Regions from separate parts of the Mus musculus genome. Here region 2 is linked to region 1. The links are chromatin contacts, called in public promoter capture Hi-C maps. All regions are on one chromosome and are shown on one strand. Each heading gives the region's core, a stretch centred on a gene start, on an enhancer-like site or on the middle of the called end of the contact. The rest is flanking DNA. Distances are from core to core; before and after follow the strand shown.

The links. Promoter capture Hi-C pulls out the DNA fragments that hold promoters and counts their contacts.
Region 2: a contact with region 1 is called in a promoter capture Hi-C map of embryonic stem cells, with 4 times the contacts expected there. The contact joins the enhancer-like site here to the promoter of Zbtb11 in region 1. A contact is called at or near these places in 5 of 39 promoter capture datasets (the 3T3-L1 cell line, cranial neural crest, embryonic stem cells and 1 more), 1 of 484 Hi-C or Micro-C datasets (the N1E-115 cell line) and 1 of 115 datasets of contacts at active chromatin or transcription factors (pro-B cells).

Annotation. Positions count from the first base shown.
Region 1 is chr16:55,968,667-55,975,650 of GRCm38.p6, forward strand. It overlaps Zbtb11 (zinc finger and BTB domain containing 11), which reads left to right and starts at 5,138. Exons shown (of 11, transcript NM_173026.2): 1 at 5,138-5,705. The coding sequence starts at 5,396. It overlaps Zbtb11os1 (zinc finger and BTB domain containing 11, opposite strand 1), which reads right to left and starts at 5,951. Exons shown (of 1, transcript NR_027965.1): 1 at 4,602-5,951. It overlaps Rpl24 (ribosomal protein L24), which reads left to right. Exons shown (of 6, transcript NM_024218.4): 4 at 844-980; 5 at 1,446-1,509; 6 at 2,645-2,771. The coding sequence ends at 2,725.
Region 2 is chr16:56,897,679-56,904,706 of GRCm38.p6, forward strand. No RefSeq gene overlaps it. Among named protein-coding and RNA genes, the nearest start is that of Tmem45a, 15 kb to the left of the region's middle. Within about 2 kb of position 5,138, at least 5 of the 459 cell types and tissues checked have an H3K27ac peak or open chromatin away from gene starts, as enhancers often do. A contact at or near this core is called in embryonic stem cells, where this site is marked.

The DNA.
Region 1 (6,984 bases), core at 3,888-6,387:
GGGGTACTCAGCCATAAATATAATGTATTGGGATATTTTCCCCTCCAAAGAGAGAAAACCAGCCAGCATTAGACTGAAGAAATAGGTTAGAGCTATGGTTCTCAGCTTTCCTAATGCTGTGACCCATATGTTCCACCTCAACCATAAAGTGGTTCCATTGTTACTTAATAACTAGTTTTGCTTCTGTTATGAATTGTAATGTAAATATCAGATATTAAGATATGTGGCCCAAGTGAAGGGTCCCAAAGCCAATTAACTTATTTTAAACCAATGACTATTGTTTGATAGTGTTAGGAGAGCACTGTGAAACCGTTCTTTAAGTCCCAAAGGGTTGAGACAACCATAGGTTACTCACTCTGTAGACCAGGCTGGCCTCGAACTCAGAAACCGCCTGCCTCTGCCTCCCAAGTGCTGGGATTAAAGGCGTGTGCCACCACGCCCGGCCCTAAAATTATTTTTAAAGTGTCATCCAACTCCCTAAGTGAGCCATTCTGCTTGAAAGGTCAAGATTTTTGTCCCTTTTTAGTAGTAAAACTGGTCATTATTTGTGATACAAGCTTAAAACAGCTCATAACCTGGATTATTTTTATTTCATATAATTGGCCTGAATTAACTTGTTGAGTATGAAATTTAAGAGCTGTCTGCCCAAGGGGCTGGGCATGGTCTTGCATGCACACCTCTAATCCCAGCACTTGGGGGCAGCAGAGTCAGGCCTGGTCTACAGAGTTCCAGGACTATAAAAGAGAAAACTTGTCCCAGAACGCCTCCCTCTCAATAAAGTTCTTTGACTTTAATTTTTACTTCATTGAGTAAGGTTAATAAATCATAGTCTTTGCTTTGTAGGAAGAAATTCAAAAGAAAAGAACCCGCCGTGCAGTCAAATTCCAACGAGCCATCACTGGTGCATCTCTTGCTGATATAATGGCCAAGAGGAATCAGAAACCAGAGGTTAGGAAAGCCCAGCGAGAGCAGGCTATCAGGTAAGGATTGCTCTACGGTCAGCTTTTCAGCTGTGGGTCAGCCTTTACAGAAACCCAGTCTCATCATGGCACTGTTGGTAGAAGCATAATACAAGCATATACTCTAAATTGCTAAACTTAAGTAGTTACTGTACAATTTATTGTGTTTAGGTGACTTGGATAATGGAATTTATCAGCAATTCTTAGGATCTGTTTTTTGTTTGTTTGTTTTGGTGGGGTTCTTTGCCAAGCTCTCCCAGTAAAGCCCTGGTTGTCTTTGGAATTGGGTTGTAACTGCCACGGTTTCACCATCTATATAATCGTAGGCGTGTGCTATCGTTCCTGACTGGATTTTGGATTTTATTTGTAGATAGGGAGAAAGAATTTATGATGATCCCACTTGTCTAAAACTCTAGCTTCATATCAATAAGTTGTGTTCTTAAAGAGTAAAGTGTCTTGCTTAATGTTACTTATATGACACTACAGGGCTGCCAAGGAAGCAAAAAAGGCTAAGCAGGCATCAAAGAAGACAGCAATGGCTGCTGCCAAGGTAACTATGGGGATGTTCTTGGGTTTCTTAAAATAGGAAATTTTATCCTTAAGGCAAGGGTTAGCAAAGTGTGGGTTCAAGTTTCTATTGGAAATGGTTGTAGCTAGTTTCTAGATAGAATGGTTGCATCTCTGGTTTCTATTGAGCTTTAATTTTAGATGTGTTAGAGAGGGGAAATTAAAGCTAGCATTGCCTTTTTTTTAAGTGGGTTTCTTTTTCTGAAATGAGATATAACAGAGGCTGGCTTGGAACCATCAACCAGACTTAAGAACAATCCTGCTGCCTAGCTAGTACTAAGAGTGTGTATCCCTGTGTGCTCGCTCGGCTTGGCTTTTGTGTTTTTAGACATTGTTTTAAGGTAATTGTATTGGTACAACTGCATGATGAGTGAGTGTACCCAGCCTTTTCTAGGAGTTACAAATGTAAAGCCAGAGCTAGGCGGTGGTGACTCACCCACCACTCTTGGGAGCAAAGGAAGGCAGCCAGGGCTACACAGAGACCTGGTCTCAAGAAAGCCAGAGAATGAAAGTCAGTTTTTCATTCTTGGATGGGCAAATGGCTGCTAGTAAAGGCGGTTTGTACAGCCCTAATTTGGTCTTGGGGACCTATAAGGTGAACGTAAAGAACACCTGTAGCACTCTACCTCTGCCCCTGCAAGGGGAATAAAGATTTAAAAAAGTTCTGGGCCAACAAGTTGGCTCAGCAGGTAAAGGCACCTGTTGCCTGGTATCCGAAGTTTGATCTTCAAGAACAATACGGTAGGAGCAGAGCTGATTCCCACAGTTGTCTATGATCTACAAGTGCTGTGGTGCCTTGCCCCAAATCAAAATACATCATTCTTAAATGACTGTGCAAAGTAGAGTGAGCCCCTAGTCCCAGCACTTGAAGAGTGGAGACAGGATCAAATCTAGCCTAGATGTCCTTCAGAAACCCCAAACAGGATCCCACGTTGTATCTAACTGTCCAATCTGTAACAATATTATATGGTGGAAGTGAACTTTAAAAATGAGTTACTTTGACATTTATTAACACAGTTAAATTAAGACAGTGGAAGGTATGTAAAGACTTAACAGTAAGGGCAAGGTGACAGTCGCATTGAATAAGTGATGTGACTTTTTTTTTTTTTTTTTTGCAGGCCCCCACAAAGGCAGCACCTAAACAAAAGATTGTGAAGCCTGTGAAGGTCTCTGCCCCCAGAGTTGGTGGGAAACGCTAGTGTGGTAGAGCAGAGTTGGAAATAAAGCTCTATCTTTAACTCTAGGTGGTGCTGATTGATTTTTTTTTCCTCATCAAAAGCATGAATTCTTACTTGGGGCGGGGCATTTTAGCCACAGACTGCATGCTTTCCTTGACTTGAGTTCCTAGGTCCAACCTCCAGCTAAAAATGTTAATTTCTCATTTGTGTGGTGGCACACACACTTAATCTAGCACTCAGGAGGCAGATCTTGAGTTCCAGGACATCTCAGCTACAATGCCTCCTAATATGTCAGTTGAAGAGATGGCAAACAAAGTGATATGGTTGTGAGCCATGTTTGGAATAGGAGACATGAAAAGAGTTGAAGGCCCGCCTTGGTTCCCTGTAACTGCTTAACTCATCACGTAGTACATCACCATTAGCAGTTAGTTTAGAACTATTCAATCTGTTCCCCCATGAAGACCTCAGTGAAGACCACTGCTGTCTCATGGTTTAAGACTCAAGGCCTGGAGCCTCAAGATGGTCTTGCCACCTGTCAGTATCTTATATAGGAGCGCACCTACACATGCTGCTGGACATTTTCCTGTTGAAACTAGATTTCACTGTCACTGTGGCCTAAAATCCTCAAGAAATTAACCAGCCTCGACCTTCTGGGTAATGAGATTAAAAGCATGGTGCCACTGCACCACCACCCCCCCCCCCCCCCTTTTTAAGGAAAGGATAAGAGACATTCTGGCCTATTCTGGCCTTAAACTCTGTATCTTTCTATTAGAGTGCTTTGATTACAGTTGTAATATTGCTTAGATATTGTTTTCTGGGCTAAGAGTTATACAGCCATATAACATTTTGAGTTTTCTTTCAAGTGGGATTGAGTATTCTAGGGTCTGCTCGTAAACTGGAGACCTCAGAAGTGCATGGTCATCTTGGCTGTATGATGAAATCAGGTTAAGAGCACCACTGACTGCTCTAACAGAAGTCCTTAGTTCCAAATTCCCAGCAACCACATGGTGGCTCACAACCATCTGTTTTGGGAGCCCTCTTCTGGTGTCTGAAGACCGTGACCATGCACTCACATGTAGAAAATAAAATATTAAAAGTATCTGAGGTATGAGGGTATGACTAGCCTAGTAACAAGATCTTTTTCCCAAACAACCATTAGCTTGTGTAAAAAAATTAGTACATGGAATGTAGGCCTTTGCAAGGACACAAGTTTAAAGTTTAGCTTTTCTTAGGAAAGTCTGATTAAAGGGAAAAAAAAAAACCAAAAGACCAGTAACAGTTCCTGGGTTTTCTCTCTCTCTCTTTTTTTTTTTTTTGTTTGTTTGGGTTTTTCGAGACAGGGTTTCTCCGTATATTAGAGCTCACTGTCCTGGAACTCACTTTGTAGACCAGGCTGGCTCGGGACTCAGAAATCCACCTGCCTCTGCCTCCCAGTGCGCCACCACGCCTGGCTGTAACAGTTCCTGTTACCTGCAAATGCTTAGATGGATCTTAATTGTATTGGCAACATTCTTTTTATGTGTATTCTCAAGATTTGATTCAAATATCCCGTTAGCGGTTTTTTTTTTTAAAGTACAAAGGTCATGAAGCCACACCCTGTACAAACCTGTATCTGAATCTCTTGGGAGAAAGATGCTCTCCATTTTTACCCTTCATTTCCTTCATAGACGATGGAAACACTCTAACCACTGTCTGGTTTCTTGAGCCCACTGCCACCTGCTTGCTCCTTACCTGTGGTACCACAAACGTTTAAAAGCGTCATAGATAATGTGTGTGTCTTCTAGGCAGAAATAAAGAAAAATAGCTTCTTTAACTAAAGTCATTGGGTTGGGAAGCCTGGAACCTTCTAGCTTCAAGGAATAAGCACAAAGCGTCCGGGCATTACAAGGAAACGGGATTGAGAGTTACTTCTGCATGTTATTTAATCATCTAAGCAATCTGGACCTGCATAGTCGTCACCATGGTGATGTTTCTAGAAAATTACTTAGGTAGTTTGGAGAAAATTCGTAACACTGAAGCACTTAATGCTCGGTAATACTGCGACAGTATTTGGCCCAGAGGCTCAGACAGTGGCAATCAATTGCTACAGTTTCAAACTCGGCGGTATCTGGTATATCTAGTCTCAGAGTATACAGAACAACTGACTCAGTTACCGTTTACGGGGAGGGTCTCAGGGAAACAAACAGCGAACCGCTCAAACACGTGGCTTTACAGAGAGCGTGGGAAAGGAAAGGGAGGGCGGTGGGGGAGGGCCCTGCCAAGACTTAAGATGTCTGCTGAGGACCCCCGTATCTGCCCGAGAGAGCGCGTTCCCTCTTCCAACATGTCCTCCGCAGTGTTGACGTCACACCGCCGGCTCCCTGGGAGCGCAGAGCCGTAGCGCGCTCCAATCGGGGTGGCGGCCCCGCCCCGCTCCCGCGCGTCACTTCCGGTGGTGCAGCAGCCATTTTGTCAGTCGCCAGCGGATCCCGCGCGCTGCCGAAGTGCAGTTCCCCCTGGTTACCAGGTGGTCGGTTCTTCCCCTCCGCGCTGCCGGCGGGCGGGCAGGCGGGCGCCCTCGGAGAGAGAGAGCGCCCACCACAGGCGTCGCCTTCGCTCCTCCCCGGGTCGCCGCGGCCCCTCTCCCGAGCCGCGGCGCTGTCTGCCTCTCCTTACCACTGACAGGCGCCCCCGAGGGCGCTGCCGGCGGCTATGTCAAGCGAGGAGAGCTACCGGGCCATCCTGCGCTACCTGACGAACGAACGCGAGCCCTATGCGCCGGGCACCGAGGGCAATGTCAAGCGGAAGATCCGCAAGGCCGCCGCCTGCTACGTCGTGCGCGGCGGGACCCTCTACTACCAGCGGCGGCAGCGGCACCGCAAGACCTTCGCCGAGCTGGAGGTGGTGTTGCAGCCGGAGCGTCGCCAGGGCCTCATCGAGGCGGCCCATTTGGGCCCCGGGGGCACCCACCACACCCGGCACCAGACCTGGCACGACCTGTCCAAGACCTACTGGTGGCGAGGTGAGTGCGCCGGGCCCCGGGGGCCGAGGGGGGCGGCTCGGCCCGGCCTGCGTGCGCACCCGCGAGCCCTCAAGTCTGGGGACCGGGCCGTATCCTTAGCCCGGAGGCGTGCGTGCGTCCGTTCGGCTGCGCGGCAACCGCGGGACCCAGCCGAGCCAAGCGGAGCAGAGCGGGCTGGGGACGCGAAAGCAGCCGCACTTCCCCTACAGGAAGGAGGCCCGGGAGGCTGGGGGCGGACCCTCGCCCGGGGTGGGGCTTCGGGGGCTTCCCTCGGGGCCGGGCCAGGCGGTGGAGGGCGTGGTGCGGCCTATCTGGGCCCGCCCCCGAGGCCCTTAGGGGATGGTGGGAGACCCAGAGGCAGAGGCAGACCTACCCTCTCCCTCTCCCTTCTGCCGTAGAAAAAGCTGTCCCAAACCCTGGCTGCCGTCTCCCAGTGAGTGCCGCTCGGATTTGGCCATTGGACTAGGTCCAAATGTCTGTTTCTGCAACTGCGACACAGAAACAAGGAATAATGTGGTTATTAGGACTAATGATGGCGCAGTCGCTGTGAGTCCCGGTTTTAGGGCATTAGGCAGCCTTCCAGACTGCCAGATCCTTTTTCTCGGGAGATGGGACAAGACCGACATACCATAAGAGGTTTTATTTTATTAGGAGGAATGATGACACTTGTGTCGTATGTTTTTTCTTGTTTTGAGTGTGGCACTCCTCCCACCTCAGCCTCTCACGTGTTGATATTACAGCCCTGACTCACCAATCACGGTGACAGGGATCCTGTTTCCTAACGCTTTAACGTTCTTTTTACTTTGTGAAAATAGCCTCGGGAACTGTGTTACGCAGTGTGTGTTGAGAAAAGATCAGGCAACAGGTTTATTGACGGATTGTTTCTCGATTTGAGGCAAGATCTCACTAAATTACTCAGGCCGGCCTTGAGTTAAGGATCTGAGTGCCTCACTAGCTGGGATTACAGACCTGTACCATCAAATCATTGATTATTTGGGAGCAGAATATAATGACCCTAGCACTGTTTGATCCCTTGGAGAGTAGATGAGAGCAGAAAAGCTTGACCTTTTTCTTTTTAATTTTTTTAAAAATGTATGTGTGTGAATGTTTTCCCTGGCGGTGTGTGTGCCCGCACCAGCTGCCCACGAAGGTCAGGGAAGGGCATTGGATTCAGAACTGGAGTTAGGTTACAGATGTTTCTGACACCAGGTAGGTGCTCAGAATTGAACGCTGGTCATTTGAAAGAGCAAAAGTACTGTTTACTACTGAGCTGTCAAGC
Region 2 (7,028 bases), core at 3,888-6,387, 930 kb after region 1:
ATTATCCTAAGTAATTACTATGTAGACTAGCCCCAAGCTTTTCTAGCGCTATACAAATAAACTGTAATGCCTAATTAGTTTCACTGTCTCTACTAGAAGTGAATTTGAATGTTACTGAATAGGTAACATTCTTACTGAATTCCAAGCTCAGGGTTGGCTTCTAGGACTTTATAGGAACCATTGGAACATTGGCAAAGGCTTAGCTATATGTCAAAATCAATCCTTAAAGGCACTTATAATAAAACAATACTGAAAGAGAGCACACGGATCCATATACCAGACTAACATGGGGACAGGTTTTGAGTATATGGGCTATAGGAATGCCAAGGTTCCAGGAGGCTAAGTTTCCTTGAAACTCTGCCTCGGGACTGCTTCCAGGTTTCTAAACCTGTAATGCATGTCACTACTGGAGTGGATGTAGCAGGAGTGGGAACAGAACTTTTCTCCTAAAAACCTGAGTGGGGTGAAAATAGTGAATGACAAGTCAGAACTAGGAAAAGTCTTTGTTTTATTTGGAGGATGGGCAGTGACAGGAGGCAGAATAGTGCCAATGTCAATTATTAAAATTCTACCAAGCTGGGATATCTCTGGTATTCTAATAGTCCAGTAGAAGGAGTTTCTGCCTCAAATAGTTAATATCAAATCTATTGGGCTTAATGATATTTTACTCATATTCTCTCCTTTACATCTTTTCCATTTGCTTCTGTACTTCTCTGGAAACCGTGACTTCTTTTTCTAGTTACAAATCAAAGGATACAAAGAAAAGCCACTGTTCATAAGAACAGAGTGAGCAATGAATACCCAATAGGTGACCATAGTTAATAGAGACATTTCAGAGATGACGAGAGATTCCTGGAGCAACATTTGGCTCTTTTAACATATTAAAAGGATTCATGATCAGCTCAAGATCTTTATTACCGTTTTAATTATGGGTTAGTCAGTGTCCATCCCAACTGGAAAGCCTTAAGCAAACAGACACAATAACCATTTAGATTTCACTTGCTTATATCTATTCCTCCACCAAAACACTTGGAGTCAGTTTATACCACAGCAATGAGTATGTCCTGTGATGGGAAATAGACTTTGCATTCAAAGAGAAGTAGCCTGAGAAGGAAGTAAAGAGTTTGAAAAAAGTTGCCATCTTTATTAAGGTTTGGTAGCCAGTAAAACTGAGGATTTGAAGCTATAGGGAGTGCTTTTATTTAATTCTATAATTTATATAGAATCTACCACCGGGTTGTTTTAAAGACAAAAATTCAAGCTATTCGATTTTACTGAATGAAGACTCAAGAGCCAGACCCTGTAGTGAAAAAGCATCCTAGCTCAGAGAGACAGAGAAAGCACCCAGCTGACCTCCCTACTCTACTACCATCCCAGAAGGAAAAAAGTCCTACACCTTCTAAATGCTGTCTTAAATCCCTTCAACTCAAAGACACCCCACCCCCACCCCTTTATGTTTACTTATGTTCACTCTCTGTCAGTTAGTTTCTTGCTTGGGCTCTTGACCTAGGGTTGACTATATTTAGCTCTTGGATTAAAGGTATGTGCTAGGATTGACCCACACAAGTAATTGTTTGCAGTAAACAGAAAGCTCTTGATTAAAAGGTGTGTGCTAGGGCTGAGGCACAACATAACAAGGTCTTTCTAGTTTACAGTCTTGAGGCTCACAGTGTGATCAAATATCCTGCAACACCACAGTTTTCAAACCTGAACGAGAGATGGTCTTCCATTTTGCTTTTTTGCATCAATTAACTTAGTGAAGATGGCGGTGGAGGATCACACAATGAGAAAAGGCTAATGATTATGTTAGAAATATAGTTCATGATGGAGTACCTGCTTGTCATACACAAAATCCCTGCTACCACAGTTCAGCCCCTAGTGCTGTTGAAGCCTGCTCCCCTGGCATAGCTGTGGCCATTTCGTTTCATGCCTGCCAGCTGTTTCATATTGTTGCCATCATATGGCTCTCAGTCACCATCATAGCTGGATTCAGAGATGACCTGCAACCATAAAGCTATTTCCTGATACCAACAGTTTCGGTTTCAAGTTTATCTTTGAGTTTCTTCCCTGACTACTCTGTAAAGACCTATAACCTTATAAATTTGAAATAAACCATTTCCTCCTCTAGGTTACTTTCAGAGGGGCCGGCAGAGTTTATTATCCCAATAGAATGAAACTAGAACAGTAGAAAACAAATAAAACTAGTGAAAAGAAAAATCACTAAAGGTTACTGAAATATTTGAGATAGATAACAATATCAACTTTGTGGTATGTATGGATGCAATTGTTAGAATGATTTGAAATTTCAAGCTTAACTCATTTCACATTTTTAGGGTAGGCAACTGAAATTTGTCCAATATCACCTCTTTTCTCATTTAATGTTACATTAAACAAAATGAAGACATTATATTTAGCAGATATTTCCTTGGGGATAAAATCCATATGAATTTTTTTAAGGTTTGATTTATTTTTATTTTTGTGAAAGAGTGTGTATGTTTGGGTATGTGCACTTGTATTTATATACTTGTACAGACCAGAAGAGAATGTTGGGTCCTCTGGAGCTAGGGTTACAGTCAGTTGTGAGCACCCTGAGTGGTTACTTGGAGCCAAATTTGAAACCTTAGCAAGAGCAGAATGTACTCATGCTCTTTAAGCCATCTCTTCAGCCCCTCAAAGGAATTTTTAAAAGGTTTTAATACACACTTAATACAAAAAAAAGACCCTGAAAAGAAAGTTTAAGAACAAGAAGTCGCCAAATTCTTCTGTCTATTCATTGCCTCAATAACTAAAATTTGTTCACTTGCTGCTGGATTTCCAAACACTAGAAATACAAAAGTAAATGAGAAACACAAAGTTTTCAATTAAAGTCTTAATTGAAATTATCATAATTTGTTCCAGCCTTATGCAGAACAGTTCGGGATTTGGGAATTTAAACTCAAGAATTTAAGAGTAAAGCTAGTGTTGGGTCCAACAAACCCACCCACATATTCCCAATGGATAAATAAGTGAGCTCCCATGATGCGTTATTCCTAACAGCCAAGATGAAGAAACAACGTACATTCTACCCATGGCTATAGGGATAAAACCAAACCGAAATCCAGAGATCAATTCAGGAGTTGGTATAACTCTTAAAGCAACCCACTCTTTCCCAAGCTCAGAAATCCCAAGGAGGATACATCATTCCCTCAATATGAGGATGGCTTCCCTCAGGACTCAGACCTCCTGTCAGGGCCTCCACTTTTGTTCTAGTACTACAGCACTATGCTCAGGGCCCTGGCTTGCAATGTCTGAGCATCAGTGGGGCAAATACCATTATCAAACCATAGCGGCTCTCCCTGGTAGCTTTCTTCTTCTAACTATGTCTTTACTTACTATCAATGTAATCCATCAAAATTCTTAGCTTTTAAGTGAATTTGGGGTTTTGTTCTTTACTGTAAAAAGAAAACACTTTATTAAGTTCCCCTTCCTGGAGATGCCACCTACCACTCTCCCTTAGTTGCAGATTTCCATTCATTCTCATGGCCATTAGGCCATGCCCCTCCCCCTCCTCATAGCCAACCCCAAACTCCCTACTACCCTCCCAATCCCTTCTCCTATTCAGCTCCATTCCTCCATCTGTCTTCAATGGTCATTCCATTCCCCCTTCCAGGTGAGACTCAAGCATCATTGCTTATTCCCTTCTTCCTGTCCATCCTCCTTGGGTCTGTGGAGTGTAGCATGGGCATCCTGCATTTTATGGTAAGTATCCATTTATACGTGAATACTGTGCATGTCCTTTTGGGACTGGATGACCTAACTCGGGATGATATTCTCAAATTCCACCCTGAAAAATTCATAATGTCTTTGTTTTTCCAGCAGAGTAGTATTCCATTGTGCAGATGTACCAAATTTTCTTTATCCATTCTTCAGTTGAGGGACATCTGAGTTGTTTCCAGTTTCTGGATAAGTTTTAAGTTAAATAAAACTACTATGTACATAGTTGAGCAAAGGTCCTTGTGGGATGATAGAGCATCTCTTGGGTCAATTGAGCATGGGTGGTATAGCTAGGCCTTGAGGTAGAACTATTCCTAGTTTTCTAAGAAATTGCCAAATTGATTCCCAAAGTGATTGCACAAGTTTGCACTTCCACCAGCAATGGAGGGGTGTTCCCCTGTTCTACATCCTTGCCAGCATATGCTATCACTTGAATTTTTGATCCTTACCATTCTAATGGGTGTAAGATAGACTCTCAGAATTGTTTTGATTTGCATTTCCCTGATGAGTTGCCATGCCCTCCGGTCAAGTCTGCTTGACAGGCTGAAAAGTCTGTAAGCACTTATGAGGAAAAGAGTTTCATGGAAACTCACCTCCTGGAGCTTTGGCGTTCTCATTTACCCATATACACATACCCTATTCCCGTGTTAGTCTGGTGTATGGAACTACGAGAACTCTTTTAATATTTTATTATAAATGCCTTTTAAGATTAAATTCTGTTATAGTTAAGTCTCCCCAGTGTTCCAAGGTCCCAGAAGCCTACAAGCTTGAAATCCAGCAGGAATGCAGAAAGGAAGTTACCTATTCAGTAACTAATTAAGCATTACAAAAGATGGAGCCAGTAGTTCAGAGCTGGTCGGCAAAATATTTACCAAGGACAGTAGCAAATCTCACTCAAACAAGGGAATACCATAATAGAGCTAGGAAATTCCACTGAGACAGAGATCTTCTCTACAGCTAGGTATAGCAAGCTTCACATTAGAAGCATGTTGGTAAATTCTTCTGTAGACCCAGGAAATATGGGGGTTGGGGTATTGCAGTATTCATGAAAAGGTCTGCTAGTGCAGAACCCCTGGTGGTGGGTTTAACAATAGACGAGTTTACACCTGGCTCCCTTCTTTGCGGCAGCAGCCTGGTCCCCACCTTCTTTTGATGTATACATTCCTTTTGTATTGCGTCACTGTAACTTGGTGGATTGTATTTTGCCTGGTTTCTTGTTATTTCTTCGGTATAAAAAGTTTGATGCTCGACCTGACAAAATACATTCAGATTCTACATAATCTCGCATGTTGGTCTGTCTGTCACTCACCATGCCTTGCCATCTGCCCCAGAGACCCGTTCCATGAAGACAAAGGAACCCAGAGGGTCTGCAGCAATGACTAAAGAATTTCAACATTTCTTTAAGTGCTTCTAGGCTATTGGAGATTCCTTTGTTGAGAATTCTCTGTTTAGCTCTGTGTCCCATTTTTTAATTGGGTTATTTGGTTGTTGGTGCTTACCTTCTTGAGTTCTCTATACATTTTAGATATTAGCCCTCTGTCAGATGTAGGGTTGGTGAAGATTCTTTCCCAATTTGCAGGCTGCCATTTTGTCTTATTGACAGTATCCTTTGCCTTACAGAAGCTTTGCAGTTTTATGAGGTCCCAATTTTCAATTGTAGATCTTAGAGCCTAAGCCATTGGTGTTCTGTTCAAGAATTTGTCTCCTGTACCACTATGTTCACATGTATTTCCTACTTCCTCTTCTATGAGACTTAGTGTATCTGGTTTTATGTTGAGGTCCTTCAACCACTTGGATTTGAGTTTTCTGCAGGGTGATAATATGGATCCATTTTTATTTTTCTACATGTAGACATCCAGTTTGACCAGGACCATTTCCTGAAGATACTTTCTTTTTTTCCACTGTATGGTTTTTGACTCTTTTTTTTTTTTTTTAAGATTTATTTATTTATTATATGTAAGTACACTGTAGCTGTCTTCAGACACTCCAGAAATGCCAGATCTCATTACGGATGGTTGTGAGCCATCATGTGGTTGCTGGGATTTGAACTCAGGACCTTCAGAAGAGCAGTCAGTGCTCTTAACCGCTGAGCCATCTCTCCAGCCCCTCTTTTTTTTTTTTTAAATCAGAAATCAAGTGTCCATAGGTCTGTGAGTTTATTTCTGGGTCTTTGATTCCATTGATCAATATGTCTGTTTCCGTACCAGTACCATGCAGCTTTTATCATTATTGCTTTGTAGTACAACTTGAGGTCAGGGATGGTGATTCTGCCTGAAGTTCTTTTCTGGTTCAGAAATATTTCGACTATCCTGGGTTTTTTTGTTCTTCCATATGAAGTTGAGAATTGCTCTTTCTAGGTCTATAAAAAATTGTGTTGGAAGTTTGGGATTGCATTGAATCTGTAGATTGCTTTTGGTAAGATGGCCATTTTTACTATGTTAATCCTACCTATCCATGAGAATGAGAAATTTTTCCATCTTCTGATATCTTCTTTAATTTCTTTCTACAAGGACTTGAGTTCTTGTCATACAGGTCTTTCACATCCTTGGTTAGAGTTATGCCAAGAAATTTTGTATTATTCATGGTTATTGTAAAGGGTTTTGTTCCCCTAATTTCTTTCTTGGCCAGTTTATCATTTGTATAAAGGAGGACTACTAATTTCTTTGAGTAATTTTTGTATCCAGTCACTTTGCTGAAGCTGTTTTTCAGCTACAGGAGTTCTCTGGTAGAATTTTAGGGGTTGCTTATCATATTATCTGCAAATTGTGACTCTTTGACATCTTTTTCAATTTGTATCCCTTTGATCTTCTTTAGTTGCCTTATTGCTCTGGCTAGAACGTAAAATACTATATTGAATAGATAGGCAGAGAGTGGAAAGCCTTGTCTTGTCCTTGATTTTAGCAGAATTGCTTTAAGTTTCTCTCCATTCATCTTGATGTTGGCTCAGGGCTTGCTGTGAATTGCTTTGATTATGTTCAGGTATGTGCCGTCTATCCCTCATCTCTCTAAGACTTTTAACATAAAGGGGTCTTGAATTTTGTCAATGGTTTTTTTCAGCATCTAATCCTGTGATTATTTTTTCAGTTTGTTTACATGGTGGATTATGTGGATGAATTTTTGTATATTGAACCATCCCTGTGTCTCTGAAATGAAGCCTACCTGATCATGATGTTTTTTTGATGTGTTCCTGGATGTGTTTGGTTTGTGAGTGGTTTATTGAGTATTTTTGCATTAATGTGCATAAGATAAATCAGTCTGAAGTTCTCTTTGTTTGT